2 separate regions of the Sus scrofa genome follow, and region 2 is linked to region 1. The links are chromatin contacts, called in public Hi-C maps. All regions are on one chromosome and are shown on one strand. Each heading gives the region's core, a stretch centred on a gene start, on an enhancer-like site or on the middle of the called end of the contact. The rest is flanking DNA. Distances are from core to core; before and after follow the strand shown.

The links. A called contact is a pair of places that touch in the nucleus more often than the background predicts.
Region 2: a Hi-C map of skeletal muscle shows a contact between it and region 1, with 4 times the contacts expected there. The contact joins the promoter of KIAA1324L here to the promoter of TMEM243 in region 1. A contact is called at or near these places in 8 of 47 Hi-C or Micro-C datasets (alveolar macrophages, embryonic fibroblasts, epiblast stem cells and 5 more).

The regions. Positions count from the first base shown.
Region 1 is chr9:93,391,876-93,398,981 of Sscrofa11.1, forward strand. TMEM243 (transmembrane protein 243) reads left to right here and starts at 1,820. Exons shown (of 5, transcript XM_005656707.3): 1 at 1,820-1,900; 2 at 2,527-2,808. The coding sequence starts at 2,731.
Region 2 is chr9:93,539,450-93,546,457 of Sscrofa11.1, forward strand. It overlaps KIAA1324L (UPF0577 protein KIAA1324-like homolog), which reads left to right and starts at 1,397. Exons shown (of 22, transcript XM_003130217.5): 1 at 1,397-1,757. The coding sequence starts at 1,569.

The DNA of each region.
Region 1 (7,106 bases), core at 570-3,069:
TCATTACCACTTAGGACAACTACCATTTGGATACTTCCTTGGTAGGTGTCTTAAAGCATCTCTATTAGATTAATTTTTTAAAAGAAATTGGTTAAAGTTAGATAATCTAGTTTCATCTATCATTATCATCTTCACTTTTTTTTGGCCACGCCAGCTGCATGCAGAAGTTCCTGGGCCAGGGATTGAACTTGAGTCACAGCAGTGACCTGAGCCATAGCAGTGACAACTCCAGATCCTTAAACACTAGGCCACCAGGGAACTCCTCATCTTCACTTTTTACACAGGAAGGCGCTCAAGAGAGGTTAGATTACTTTCCCAAGATCACATAGTTTGTAGATGGTGGGGGCATCAGGGTTTGAGGGCAGATGTGATCAACCTCAGAGCTTGTGCTGCTGGTCATGCCACTGTACCTTCTCCTTTCTCTGTATTGTAATCACATGTCTGCATCTGCTGCTCCAAACTCAACAATGTGACCTTGGCTGTCTCTGGATCACTTTATTTATTTATTTATTTATTTATGGCAAGAAAAAGATTTATAAAGATAGGACACTTGTGAGAGATGCAAGCAGGCAGGCACCTCTCTGGATTACTTTTTTTTTTTTTGTCTTTTCTAGGGTCAAACTCACAGCATAGGCTAGGGGTCTAATGGGAGCTGTAGCTGCGGGCCTATACCAGAGCCAGAGCAGCGCAGGATCTGAGCCGCATCTGTGACCTACACCACAGCTCACGGCAATGCTGAATCCTTAACCCACTGAGCAAGGCCAGGGATCGAACCCACAACCTCATGGTTCTTACTCGGATTCGTTAACCACTGAGCCACAATGGGAACTCCTGGATTACTTTAAAACTCTGGCGGTTGCCTGATACATAGCCTGTGCTCAAAAAGTATCTGTAAATGTGCAGTAAATGTGCTGCACAGTGAATGAATAAAATTATTTATTGGGCCAAACTGCTAATAGAGATGGTGCAAGATTGTGCAGCATTCCTCTTAGAACAAAAAGTCCCAAAGAGAAGATCATTTATAAAATACATAACTGCTAGATTAGATATATACACCATACCCATTTATATCCAGTGTTGTAAATTTCAAACCTATAGCTCTGTGGTTCTCCGTCCATCCCTTGTCCTAATCCGTTGTCCTAAACTCTAGAGGAACCACCGAGAATCTTTGCTTGGATTCCAAGTGTTACATGGCTCCACTGTTCCAACATGGTCTCTTCCTGCACACAAACGAAGTCAGAGCTCTTCTCAATGTAGGAGTTGTATTGTCCAAGCAACCTAGCATAGTTGCATTTGTTTCCCAGTACTATAAACGCCCCCAAATCCAGAGGGACGCTATGTTGCCTAGGAGGTAGAAGAAGAGGCTGACTGTCTGCACCTGTGCTTAGTTGGCATTATAACCAGCAGGATGAGTGGACAAGCATTACTGAAAGAAGCATTACTCCTCGACCGTTTGTCTCCACGACACAGGTTCCCTCTCACAAAACAAACATACAAACAACCCTAAACCATATTTATCAGCGATCCCCTTTCCGTCCTAGTTGTGAAAAGACTGAGGTGGTTAAAGCAGGCCGGTTGTTTTTGAGACGCTTTCAGCCCAGTGCAAGGCTATCTTCCGAAATGTGCTTTGCCCACGTGGGTCGCGCAGGCGCTAATTACTAAGAGGCTGAGAAACTGGGAGCCGAGGAGATAAGCGGGCCGGCGGGGAATGAACTGGCACCACTAGAAATAAAGCTCCGCGGCCAATGCGGCGTCTTGGCACGCGGGATTGGTGGCCTGGGCCGTGACGTGGCCTGGGCGGGCCAAGTCGGTTTGCGACAGTGGCCTTGGGGTCCCGGCCAGGGGAGCCGCACGTCCGCTCTCCGCGGGCCGGGCCGGTCACTTTCCCGCCGACGCCTCGGTACGGAGTTTCCGCGCGGGCGTGGACAGGGACCCGTGCTTTCCCGCGCGGCCAGGACTCCCCAGCGTGCGGGCGGCAGGGACGCCGAGGTTTGGCCTGCCGGCGCAAGGCGGATCCGAGAGAGTGGCCCATTTGAGCCGGGCCAAGGTGGGATCCCCTCCTCCTGCTCCGAAAGCGCGAGGGGAGCGCGCCGGCCCGCGGGTACATGCAATCCTCGAGCGGGGATCCGAATCGCTCCGCGCTGCCGCGATCTGAACGCGCAGCGCTGCGGGAGGGGACGCAGAGCCCTGGGCTCTGCTCCCGCAGCTTCACTTCTCCGGCAGTTGGGGAGAGAGGGTTGGGGCGGGGCGGAGGGCTTGTAAGGGTTTCTCCCAGAAAAACTTTTTTCCCCCGCTGAGCCTGAAGAGGTACGTGCTCACGGGAACATTTAGAAAGCACGGGAAATTACCGTGCCACTGGGAGGGGTGGCGAAGAAAGAGAAGCGGGTAGCCCGGGGAAGCCCATTCGCTCCGCCCGCTGCGGCACGAGCCAGGCTGACCCTGGGCTGAGATTTGGGGAAGCGGGCGGGGCGGGGAGGCTGGCCCGTCGGCCACGCGGTGTTTGTTTCCTTTCACTTCCTGCGGCAGCTGCTGAAGATGAAGAGCGGAGCGGGGCTCAGGCTGAGCTGCCTTATCCCGTGGGTCTGAGCGCCCACCCCCGCCGCCGCCGGGACTGCGGCCCCCTGGGCTTCGGCAATGAGCGCTCGGTGACTGCGACTCGTGGACCCGGGACTTCGGGAGGCAATGCTGGTTCGGCTTTGAGTGCCTTGGGGACAGCGAATAAACCCTAAAATGGAGGACTTTTCTACCAGGACCTACGGCACCAGTGGCCTGGACAACAGACCTCTGTTCGGAGAGACGTCGGCCAAGGTGAGTGCGGCCTGGGTGCCTGTGTCTGTGTCTGTCCGCCCTCCGGCCTGGAGCCTTTCTGGGACGTTCTGCGGCCCCTGAAGGCACTTGTAGCAAGAAAAGAGCTGCTGATTCTTCAACATCAGTTCAGTCCCTCTCTAGGTACTTGCTCTGTTCCTCGCCTCCTTTGGGACAGGGTTGCGCAAGAGCCTTGAGGGCTGGGGTGGAGAAAAGTTTAGAAAGTTCTCGTCTGTGCGGGGCACGGTGGGGGGATGGGTGTGCTTCTTGGGTGTGCGGAAGCGGCCCGCCCCCCGGGCAGGTAGTTGGGTGTTTGCACATCCGCCGTGCAGGTGGAGTGCTGCTCTTCTGAGAGGCTTCACATTTGCGCCTGAGGCCTCTGTAAGAGCCCTGGAGAGGTGCTTCTGATTGTGTTTATGTAGAAGCCTTAAGGGTTTACTGCTGAGGCAGCCTGGCAGAGAAGAGGACAGGCGTGAAATGGGATTTCTTTGATGGGGCTCCATTACAGGAAGTGATCAAAGGGTCTCAGACCCAAACAAGCTAATAGTATGTTATTTTAGGCTTTTAAAAAGTATCACGTCTTCTTACAAGCTTAATCATGTGATGTCCTGGGCCAGGAATTGAAGAGAGCTACTTTCCTGTCCCCGGCATTAACTTTTTGTGTCATTGGGGCAAGATAAGCCTGTTCAGGTATTTTTGTTTTTTGTTTTCCCCCCACTCAGAAAGTGGCATTGGTGATTTTTGACCCCTGACAAAGTGCTTTCAGGCTCTCAAAAAGGAGGGCACATATGGAGTCCGGAACTTCTTGGGTTTCTGGGCTCTGGCAGGGACCTCTTTAGGAGAAAGGATAGGGAACTTGTGCACCAGACAGCCTGGAGCGGAACCCTGAATTTGGAAGCTGCCAGGAGACTACTACTTTATTGTTATTTTAAAATTACATGTGGATTTTTTTTTCTTTTTTCTTTTCTTTTTTTTTTTTTTTTTTGTCTTTTTTCTTTTTCTAGGGCCGCTCCCGCAGCATATGGAGGTTCCTAGGCTAGGGGTCCAATCGGAGCTGTAGCCACCGGCCTACACCACAGCAACAGGAGATCCGAGCTGAGTCTGCAACCTACACTACAGCTCACGGCAACGCCAGATTCTTAACCCACTGAGCAAGACCAGGGATTGAACCTGCAACCTCATGGTTCCTAGTCAGATTCGTTAACCACTGTGCCACAACGGGAACTCTGGATTTTTTTTTTGTTTTCAAAGTGTTGTTTTGAGAAAATGTTTTAAGCTTGATGCTCCTTGTTTATTCTGTGGCTTTGCGTAATCCCCGCCCCCAGTGCACCTGGTTTGAGAAGCCTGGCTCTGGTCCAGTAGATAGATAGCCCTATTTCTGCAAACATATTGAGCATTATGTGATAGGCCCAGGGGGTCCAGGGAGTCCAGGTAGTTGGGGGAATATGTAAGCAAGTGTGATGCAGTTGGATCTGTGCTAGAACAGGGGCGTAGGGGGGCATGTTGGAGTACCGAAGAGAAAGTGCTCACTTTGGTAAGCTGGGGAAAGGTCTGAGAGGACGGATTCTCCATTCAGAGTGTCTGGTAGCCTTTGGCTTTCAGATATGAATGCCCCTAAATTGGGGTTTGACTAGAAGAGGATTTGGGACCTGGAGAGGAGAGGCAGCATGCTGCTTGAAGGGGTAGGATCTAGGACACCTGGCTGCCCAGCTGTCCTGAGAGCGAAGAGGTTCTCTGTCTCCCCTGTATACTATGGTGCACAGATTGGGGTTCTGGATGACGGAAACCTCTCACCGCCTTTAACCTCTGAGTACTGAGGTCGATGGCTTGGAAAGGAACTTGTTGATTTAGAGAGACACTTAGTGATGTTTTCCAACTCACTTGGGCTGAAATGGTCACTGACTATATTTCCTATTGCTTCTGATCCAACTGAAACCCATCTGAGAACTTGACTATTGCAGGTATATCCCTGTTGGTTGCTTATTATTTAATCCAAGAGTATACACCCCCAGCATTACTAGGCCATTCTAGGCCTCATAACAATAAAATCAACTACTAAGAAGAAAAAAAAAATAATAATATATATTTCCATATTTCTCAGAATTGCTCCCTTTAGCTTCCTCTGCGAGCCTAACAGAATGATTGGATGTAGAGAAATTGTGCAGAATGGAGAAAGGAGACCTCTGATCTGAGATCTTATCATGTTTTGTATGAACTGAGGTGGCAGATCTAAAGGAGAGGCATTGTCTTTTGTGATAGGAAATGATTTTATTTGGGGACCTAAAGTGGGCAAGACACAGGAATGGGGCTTCAATAGTGAAAGAGTACGACACACTGCATTGGAGCTATTTCCATGGAACAGTCACTGCCAGGGCAGGATGGGGACCCTGGGAGACCCTTCACTGGCCCTGTGTGAGTGTGTTCCCAGTATGCTCCATTTCAGACACCAGGAAGCTGGACACAACAGCCACCTTACAGTGGAAACAATATGAACAGACTATGCTTCTGAGGAGACAATCCAGAAAAGCCCACTTCCTGTCCTAGTCTGAGGGATCTTCTGAGCTTTTAGTAATCATACTTGCCTTTTAAAGATTTATCATAGTCCCTCAATTTTATTTTAGTTTTTTATTGAAGTATTATTGATTTGCAATGTGTTAATTTCTACTGTACAGCAGAGTGATTCAGTTATACATACATACACCTTTTTAAAAAAATGTTCTTTTCCATTATCATCATAGGACATTGAATATAGTTCTCTGTGCTAAACAGTAGGGCCTTGTTGTTTGTCCCCTCCTGTATCATAGCTTACATCTGCTCACCCCAACCTCCCAGTCATCCCTCCTCCAAACCCTTCTCCCTTAGCAACCACAGTTTGTTCTCTAGGTCTGTATTTCTGTTTCACAAATAGGTTCTTTTGTGCCATAATTTAGATTCCACATATAAGTGATATTGTATGGTATTTGTCTTTCTCTTTTTGACTTAGTATGAGAATCTTTAGTTGTCTCCATGTTGCTGCAAATGGCATTATTTCATTCTTTTTTATGGCTGAGTAGTATTCCATTGTAAATATGACCCACATCTTCTTTATTCATTCATCTATTGGTGGACCTTGAGGTTGTTAAAATTTTTTTTTTTTTTTTTTGTCTTTTTGCTATTTCTTTAGCATGTTGTTTAGGAATAACATTGCAGATACAGCCACGGAGTAAAAGGCAAAGCAAAACAGTTTTCCATCGTTGCATAACCATCTAAGGAATAATAGAAGAAAAAGGGGAAGCTCTTCCTTCCTTGAAATCTTTGGAATTACATATTGCTAGATGAGCCATCTTATCAATCCTGGTCAGAGTATCCAGTTGCTTTTCTCATCTGCTTTTATCTATCCCCAGTTGTGGGATGTACTACATCTCTTTGAGAGGAAAAACAAATGGTGGCATCGGTGCCACAATAATACGTTGTACCTGAGGTTTCTGAGCCTGTGGTGTTGCTTAGTATTTTCTGAAGGAGCAATATCTATAGAAATGTAATGTGAGCCACTTAGATGATTTTAAATGTCATAGTAGCTATATATTTTAAAAGTATACATGGATGCAGTTAATTTTAATAATGTACTTTATTTAATTTCCATACATCCAAAATACTATCACTTCAATATGTAATCAAATACGATCATTTCAGTATGTAATTAGTGTGAATTCTTTTATTTGTACTAAGCCTTTGTAATCCAGGGTGTATTTTCACTTAGTAGCCCATCTTAATTCAGACTAGCCGCATTTCAGGTGCTCAGTTTCCATCCATAGCTGGTCCTACTGTATTGGACAGTGCAGTTCTTAAAGCAAGTGAGTTATGTTGGTTTTGTGGCCCTGTTTGTGAAACATTTTTCTTTTCTTTTTATTGAAGTGTAGTTGATTTACAATGTTGTGTTAGTGTCAGGTGTACAGCAAAGTGAGTCAGTTATATATACACATATATCCATTCTTTCTTAGCTTTTTTTTCCCATATAGGTTATTAACAGAATTATTACAAAATATTGAGTATAGTTTGAAACATTTTTTTTGTTTTGTTTTGTTTTTTTTTTTTTTGGTTCCATCCACAGCATGCCGAAGTTCCCCGGCCAGGGATTGAACCCACACCACACTTGTGACCCAAGCTGCTGCAGCGACAACTCCAAATCCTTAAACTTCTGGGTCACAAGGGAACTTTCTGAAACATTTTTCTTTACTGTGAGACTTCCCAGAAACTTTTTTTTTTTTTTGTCTTTTTACCTTTTCTATGGCCTCTCCTATGGCATATGGAGGTTCCCAGGC
Region 2 (7,008 bases), core at 147-2,646, 150 kb after region 1:
AAACAGTGCCTGATATCCAATAGTAAGTTACATATATCCAAACAGTAGAATACATTACTTAAGCTGTGCTGTCAGACTTTCATGGCTTGAAAAATATTCATGTTAAGGAAAAAATAAAAGCAGGTTACAAATTATAATTCCAGATTTGCAGTACACACACAATTAAGTACCAGGAAGGAAAGTCCTCAAGATGCTAATACCATTAATAATGTCTCTTGGTGGTAGGATCCCTAGTGATTTTTATATTTTTCTAATAGTCTTCAGTATTTTCCAAAGTATTTACACTAAACATGAATTACTGTTACACTCAGAACACACACTAACACATACACAGGAGACAGAGGGGAGAGAGAGGAAGGGAGGACTTTGACATGTCTTGTGGAAATCTTTATTAAAAAGCACATTAAGGACAGTGCCACAGATAAATTCAAGTTATATTGAGTCTGCCAAGCAGATTTCTCCAGGTGCTCGGTTATCGGAAATTTGGGTGCTCCTGCTGAACTACAGGATAACTAGCACATTCACAGAATTTTGCACGAATGAAAGGGCCCTTGAGATCCCCGACAGTGACAGTGTTCATCTTGCTCACCACTTGGTGCCCACCACCCAGTTCAGTATACTTTTAAGTGAAAGAGAAAAGAACTACACTCTAGTCATTATACAGATGGAGAAACCGCTTCCTCCAAAACAAAAGGGCTTACTTGCCCAAGGTTACACGTTGTCCCCAGGAAGGAACACCACCAGCAGCAATAATTAGGGCTACTAGTACTTCCAGCACGTACCGCTTCCCTCCTCGCTAGGCACTCTTCAAGTGATTTTGAGCATTGATGTATATAGTCCTCACAACAACCTTATGGGTTAGGTATTTTAATTATTTTCATCTAATCGGTGAGAAAACTAAGTCACAAACTGCACTTTTATTTCATTTCCCCCGTCCCCCGCCATTTCATGCAAATCCTAATAACTCCAAAATTCGATCTAACACCCGCCAGCTTGGATCCTTAGGAAGGGATGCTCCTGGCGCGCATCTGTGTGACGCGCGAAGTAAGAAGATTTTAAAGAGCCGCCGGAAAATAATGTCCCTATGTCCTGGATTTTACTCTGGCTCCCCCCATCCCCCCGAAGCGTCCCTCCCCGTGGGCCAAGGGAACTGGGGGTGGGAGACACTATGGGGACACCCCGGCCTCTCTCGCCCTTCACCGCCTATTGAGGCTCGCGTCCCCAGCGGCCGCGCAACCCCCCACGACCCGCGGGGCTGGGCCGCCCGCTTCCCGCCCCGCCCCGCCCCGCCCCGCCCGCACCACCTGCTCCCCGGCTCCCGCGTCCCCGCCCCGCGTCCCGCCCCCGCGCCGCGCCCGCGCCCTGCGGTCCCTCCCTCCGGCGTGACGGGAGCACCGGCGCCGGCCGCCGGGGCGGCGAGCGCGGGCGAGCTGTCAGCTGGCCGACCGGCAGGGGCCGAGCGACTGGCCAGCAGAGCGCGCAGCCCTCGCGGCCCGGGAGCCGGAGCGCGCCCCACCCGGGGAGGCTGCCTTCCAGCCTGCCAGCTGACCGCCCGCAGCGGGACAGAGATGCTCCTCGGCCAGGGGCCGGCGCGGGGGAGGGGCCGGGGGCGGCGGGCCGGGTCTCCCCACTGCGGGCTCCTACAGCCTTGGAGCCCCGCCTGGATCTGCTGTTGGGCGCTCGCCGGCTGCCAGGCGGCCTGGGCTGGGGACCTGCCCTCCTCCTCCTCCGGCCGCCCGCTTCCTCCTTGCTTGGAGGTGAGTCGCACCTGGTCTTTTACCTGGAGTTTGCGGGGGAGGAGGGAGAGGGAGAAGAGGAGTGAGGGTTGTGCTGGTTTATGGCTCTCTGCGGACGCCTCTTTCCTTCCCTGGAGGAAAGGGCTTTTCATTGGTTTCCAGGACTGAAGTTGCCGCCTCGGGAAGCTGGCCGAGAGGGTGTGAGGCTCTGCTGTCGCTGGGGGGATGCTTTTCGCGCTCCAGTGTTTTGAGGGCTCTGAAGGACTTTGCGGCATCCTCTTAGAGTGTCAAGCTTGAGGGACCTGGGGCTGAGAGAGCTTTCAGAAAGGGGAGGGGACTGGGGAAGCCCCTTGGAGACCCATCTCTTCACAGCTTTTCCAGAAGCCAGCTAAGACCCCCCCCCCCAGGCTTCCCAGTCCCTCCCTCCCCCTTTCTTCACTCCCCCTCCCCCTCCCTCCACTCCCCAGTATCTACAGACCACTTCTTCCTACTCCTCTGCACTCAGCTTGCTGATAAGGCCCCAGGGACTTGCTAAGCCAGTGTGTGGTGTCACTTGGCATCCTTCTGCCAAAACATGGATGTGAAGTAGGAAGAAAAAAACTGTGCACTTAGGGAAGAGGTGGGTTGGTGATCTAGGAAATTAGAAAAGACTGAGTGCATATGCTCCTTTTGGTAGAAGGAGTAGAGTGCATATGCATCACCTGGTTGAAGCATTGCCGCTGTGTATTTTAAAGTTTGAGATTATTATTGAGAGCCAAAATGATAAATTATGGGGGGATGAGATTTTACTTCTGCTTTTAGGGGAACTGGACTGGCTGTGCGAAAAATTTATAGGGGGTGTCATCTGGTGCTTGCATAGGATGTTTGTCTTTCCCTTTAGTGTTCCAGAAAGTGTATCCTCTTAATGAAAATCAATGTGGGGAAGGAAGCACCATTTCTGACCTACTTTGAGTGATTACATTGAGGAGGATATGAGGAATAGATACCGTTTTTAGTAAGATTGCTAGGAATCAGGGTGATGGGTCATTTTAATTGCTGTAGCAAAAGTGGGTTAGCCAATAGCCCCTCTGGGAAGAAAGACCAGACCTTGTTTTTTTTGTGTCACTTTGGAATTTTACTCAGGCTTGATTTATAGAATGTCTGTGTCTAGACATCCTCCATGGATTTCAACCTTTCTCTCCCACCATCCCAGTCCCAAGAGAAACTGAAATGAAAAAATCAGATCAAAGGCACGTGTGTGAGCACACAGTAGTGTTGTAACTGGGGAAATCAGGGCAGGATCTCAACGAACAGCTGTGTTTAGTTTCAGAGTTTATTAGTCTAATCAGTTGTTTAATCTGTGTTCTCCTGTCACCTGGGAATAGTCCATTCCATATTTTCACAGAAAGCTCCTTCTTGGGCATCTTCGGATGATACACTTGTAGCAGGATAAACTTAAAACCTTGCATCCTGCCTCCAATCCCAATATGCGAAACCTGTGGTTTTTTTTTTTTTTTTTTTTTTTTTCCCTGAAGTGGAAAGTCTTAAGATTCTTGTAAAATTAATTCTTAGTAATGAAGACTCGAAACAGGCCTAAGTCAGGGCCAGTGGAGGTAATGTTACAGCTAGACTGATCCTTGATATGGTCACATGTTCGACACATGTATACCCAGACAGAATGGAGTAAGAGTCTGAAATCTAGGGCAGAAATACTGAAACCAGAGGCAAGGAGATGATGGCTGATTCAGGAAGGCTGTGTTCACTTAATTGTACTGACTTTAGAAATTGCATGTGACTCAATTTCTTGAGGTTTCAAGCCTTAATTTATAGAAATAAAATATTTAGGAGAATGCTCCTGGGCCTGCCTGTGGCTAGTCGTGTTTTTAGAAATGGTGATGCGCAGGTCCATTTATATTCTTCCTGGTGCCTGACAAACACTTGTAGGATGATTGACTGGGAGTTGGAGGTTCCTTTGGACATCAGAGGGGCCAAGTGGTCTTTCGAGTGGGGGTGGAGCTGTATCTGCTCCTTGGCATCTGGTCTAACTAGCTGAATTAATTTATGGAATTGATCATTGTTTTCCTCTGACATTGTTTTCAAGAGAACATTGAGAAGAGGAGGTTATTTTTCAGGCTTTGAGGGGGAGGGTCTGCTTATGCTTATGGATATGTAGAGGGCTTTCTCTGAGACAGGGCTATGGGCCAAACTCCCATGAACAAAGACATTGTTAAAGTAACTATTTTGTGGGCACTCCTGCATGTTTATCTCTTTCTACTCTTCATTACCACTTTGTGGGGAGGGCAGTGAGAGCTGTGAAAGTGAGGGGGTCTGAGGCTGGAAACTAAAGCTAACTCTTGATAACAGGAGAGAATGTTGAAGGGGAAATCTGCAGGTCTTCTATGCCTCATTTTCCCCGGTAGTTTCATCCTCACTTATCAACATTTTTATAAAGTAGTTAAGTGTAACTAAGTTACACAGGCTGTCATTTTCCTTGTCTGATTTTGGAGAAAAGCTGCACCAGGAAGAGGAGGAGAAGCAGAGAAAATTGGCATGGGAGTGATCTAATTATGATTACTTGAGTTCAGAAGAAAAAAAGCAAAACAAAAAAAACAGCTCTTCTGAAAGACAACTGAGATAAAGTTTCACTTAATGTTCTTTGCTGAGGCTGGGACTTGGGAGTGAAACTCATAATACAACTTCCTTTGTCAAAATCATTGGACTATGGACCATAAAAGGGGAGAAAAATGATTACTTTGGAATGTTCAGTTCAGGATCCAGTCAGCAGGGTGGACACTCAAGCACACAGGAAGGGGAGACAGCATTAAAAGTACAGTCTTTGTACCAGCAGTCTAAGGACAATAATAGGATGTAGCTTTGGGAAATGGTGTTGAAATTAAAAAAAAAAAAAGACTGGAAATCAGAAAGTATAGAATTAATTTTCTGTAGACTTTTTATGGGGGAGTTTATGAAGGGTAAATATCCTCTGGCTTTCTTAGTATCTATTTTTCACTTATAAGATGATAGTTATAAAAGGGACCTGCCTATATTTATTGTGAGGATGAGAAGGAATATGAGTGAAAGGGAAAAAGCTATATAAATACGTGAGAGGTGGTGATTGCTAGATTAGTAGACCTAGATCCTGATATTTCTGGAAGTGTCTATTGTGAGCCTTCAGAGTTCAGAGGATAGGCTTATCCAAGAGTTGAATGGAATTTTTGACTCATTGAATAATAGGACCTAATAGGGCTGCCAGAGGGAAAAAAGGTAAAGGCCAACAGATGATTCAGAGCTGGAATAAAGTATTAGAAGACAGAGTGCATGAGATAAAAATGCATAAAAAGAACAGAACTAAGTGGATCATGTATGCATTATTTAAATTTGGAAAATTAAATCACGAAGTGGCTTGATTTTAGTTCACTGCTCTAAGATCCTACATAATACGATTCTCCTGGTCTCTGATTCTTGATTGAATGATGACTGTTTTGCCAACAGCTTCTATTTCACAGTTATTGAGTTTAAACTGTGTGCTGGCGAAATGTCAGCTGATGTGAAATTACAAATTAAAAAAATAAAATTTAACTGTGTAAGGATGAGAGAGATACATAAACTGACAATTGCGGTGAAGTGATTTGGTGCCAGGAGAGAAGAAAAGAGCCATAAATCTAGTGGATGGAATCAAAAAAGGCCCTGGAGAAGAAGTGAGTGAGACCAGAAAGATGAGTAGGAATTTGCTACACAGACAGGTGTCAGATGTGAGTGTAGGCTAGTTTAGGGGAAAGACATTTCTGGTGTAGAGCACAGATCAGCAATGGCAGAAGCACACAACAGCATTATGCTGTCACTGGTCATGACTAGAGTGCTGCTTGCTCTGAGGAGTTTCATGAGAGATGAGTCTGAGAGGCAGGCAGAAGTCTGATTATAGGGGACCTTCTCTCATGCCAAGAAGCTGGCCTTCATTTGGTCGGTGCTGGGGACCAATAGAAAAGATTTAAAAATTAGGAGGAATAAAATAGCCTTTAATTTGACAACACTATGGAGGTTACGTTAGAGGGGTGGCAAATAGAAAGAGGTGAGACCTGCCAGGAGCAATTGTAATAGTCCAGGTAAAGGATGACAGGACCTCAATGGAGGAGTAGCAACGAAGGTGGAAAAGAGAGCCTGATGTTAGAAGATAGAATTGACAGTGGTGGACATGGAGGATCAGAGGGATGGAAGGTTCTTCTTTGACTGGAGGATGGTGCCTCTAACCTCCATGGAGAGGAGCATGAGGAGGAAGGGATGAGGAACTTGGCTCCAGAGAGCTGACTTTCACAGAGTTAAGTAGGAAGTTCATGGTCAAGGCCATAGTCTGAGCTGGTGTGGAGATAAGGGAATCACTTGAATGAAAGGCCTGGTTGACACTGCTGAATTGGATGAGGTCATCCAGGGAGTGAGAACAAAGGATGAAAGATAGAACTTGGGTTTAACCAACATTAAAGGGGGCAGAAGCCAAGCAGTACCTGGAGGAGACGAATAAGGAACAATGAGTATAAGGGAAATGCAACAGTGCACATATGGGAAAAGGGAGAAAACCTTTGATGAAGAAAGGGGTTGGTTGTGGTGTCGGTTGCCCAAAGAAATTTGAATAAGATGAGGATTGAAAAGAGAGGGTTGAACTTGACAGTTAGTTCCCTGGTGTGCCAGAATGGTTCCTGTGACGTGGTGGGGATGGTATTAACTGGGAGGTGAGGCAGTGGTGATAGAGTGGACTTTTATTATAGAATCCTCCAAGATTTGGTGAGAAATTGGAGCTTATAAGTCCATGTAAGTCAGGAGACTTGGAAATGGTCATATCTTCTGTTTCAGACTTTGATTAGTTGAGAAATAACCTTTAACCTCTCTGTAGGAAGTCTCTGAAGGTCATGGGCTGTGGGCGAGGGGCTCAGAGGTTCTAAAGCCACACTGTGGCCGAAGACGTTAGCCTCTGTTTTCAAGCAGTTAACGTAATTAATCTTGCCTGTTTTGCTTGTGAAGGTGAATTTTCCATTTCAAGTTCTTATGCTCAGAACCATTTCTCATGTTTTAGGCAAATGTGAGCAAGTATTCACACCATCAATATTTACAATGTTAAACCAAGAGTTGACAGATCTGTGAAGTGTCATATTTTAGCGCAAGGGATGGAAATAGCAAAGGCATAGTATAGAGTGGCGCATGTTCCTATTGGAGTGTATTCTTCAGCAGTGCTTTGGAACTTAGAGGAATTCTTGATGGGCAGAGAACACCAGTTAAATTTTGGTTGCCTTTTCCTTCCCCT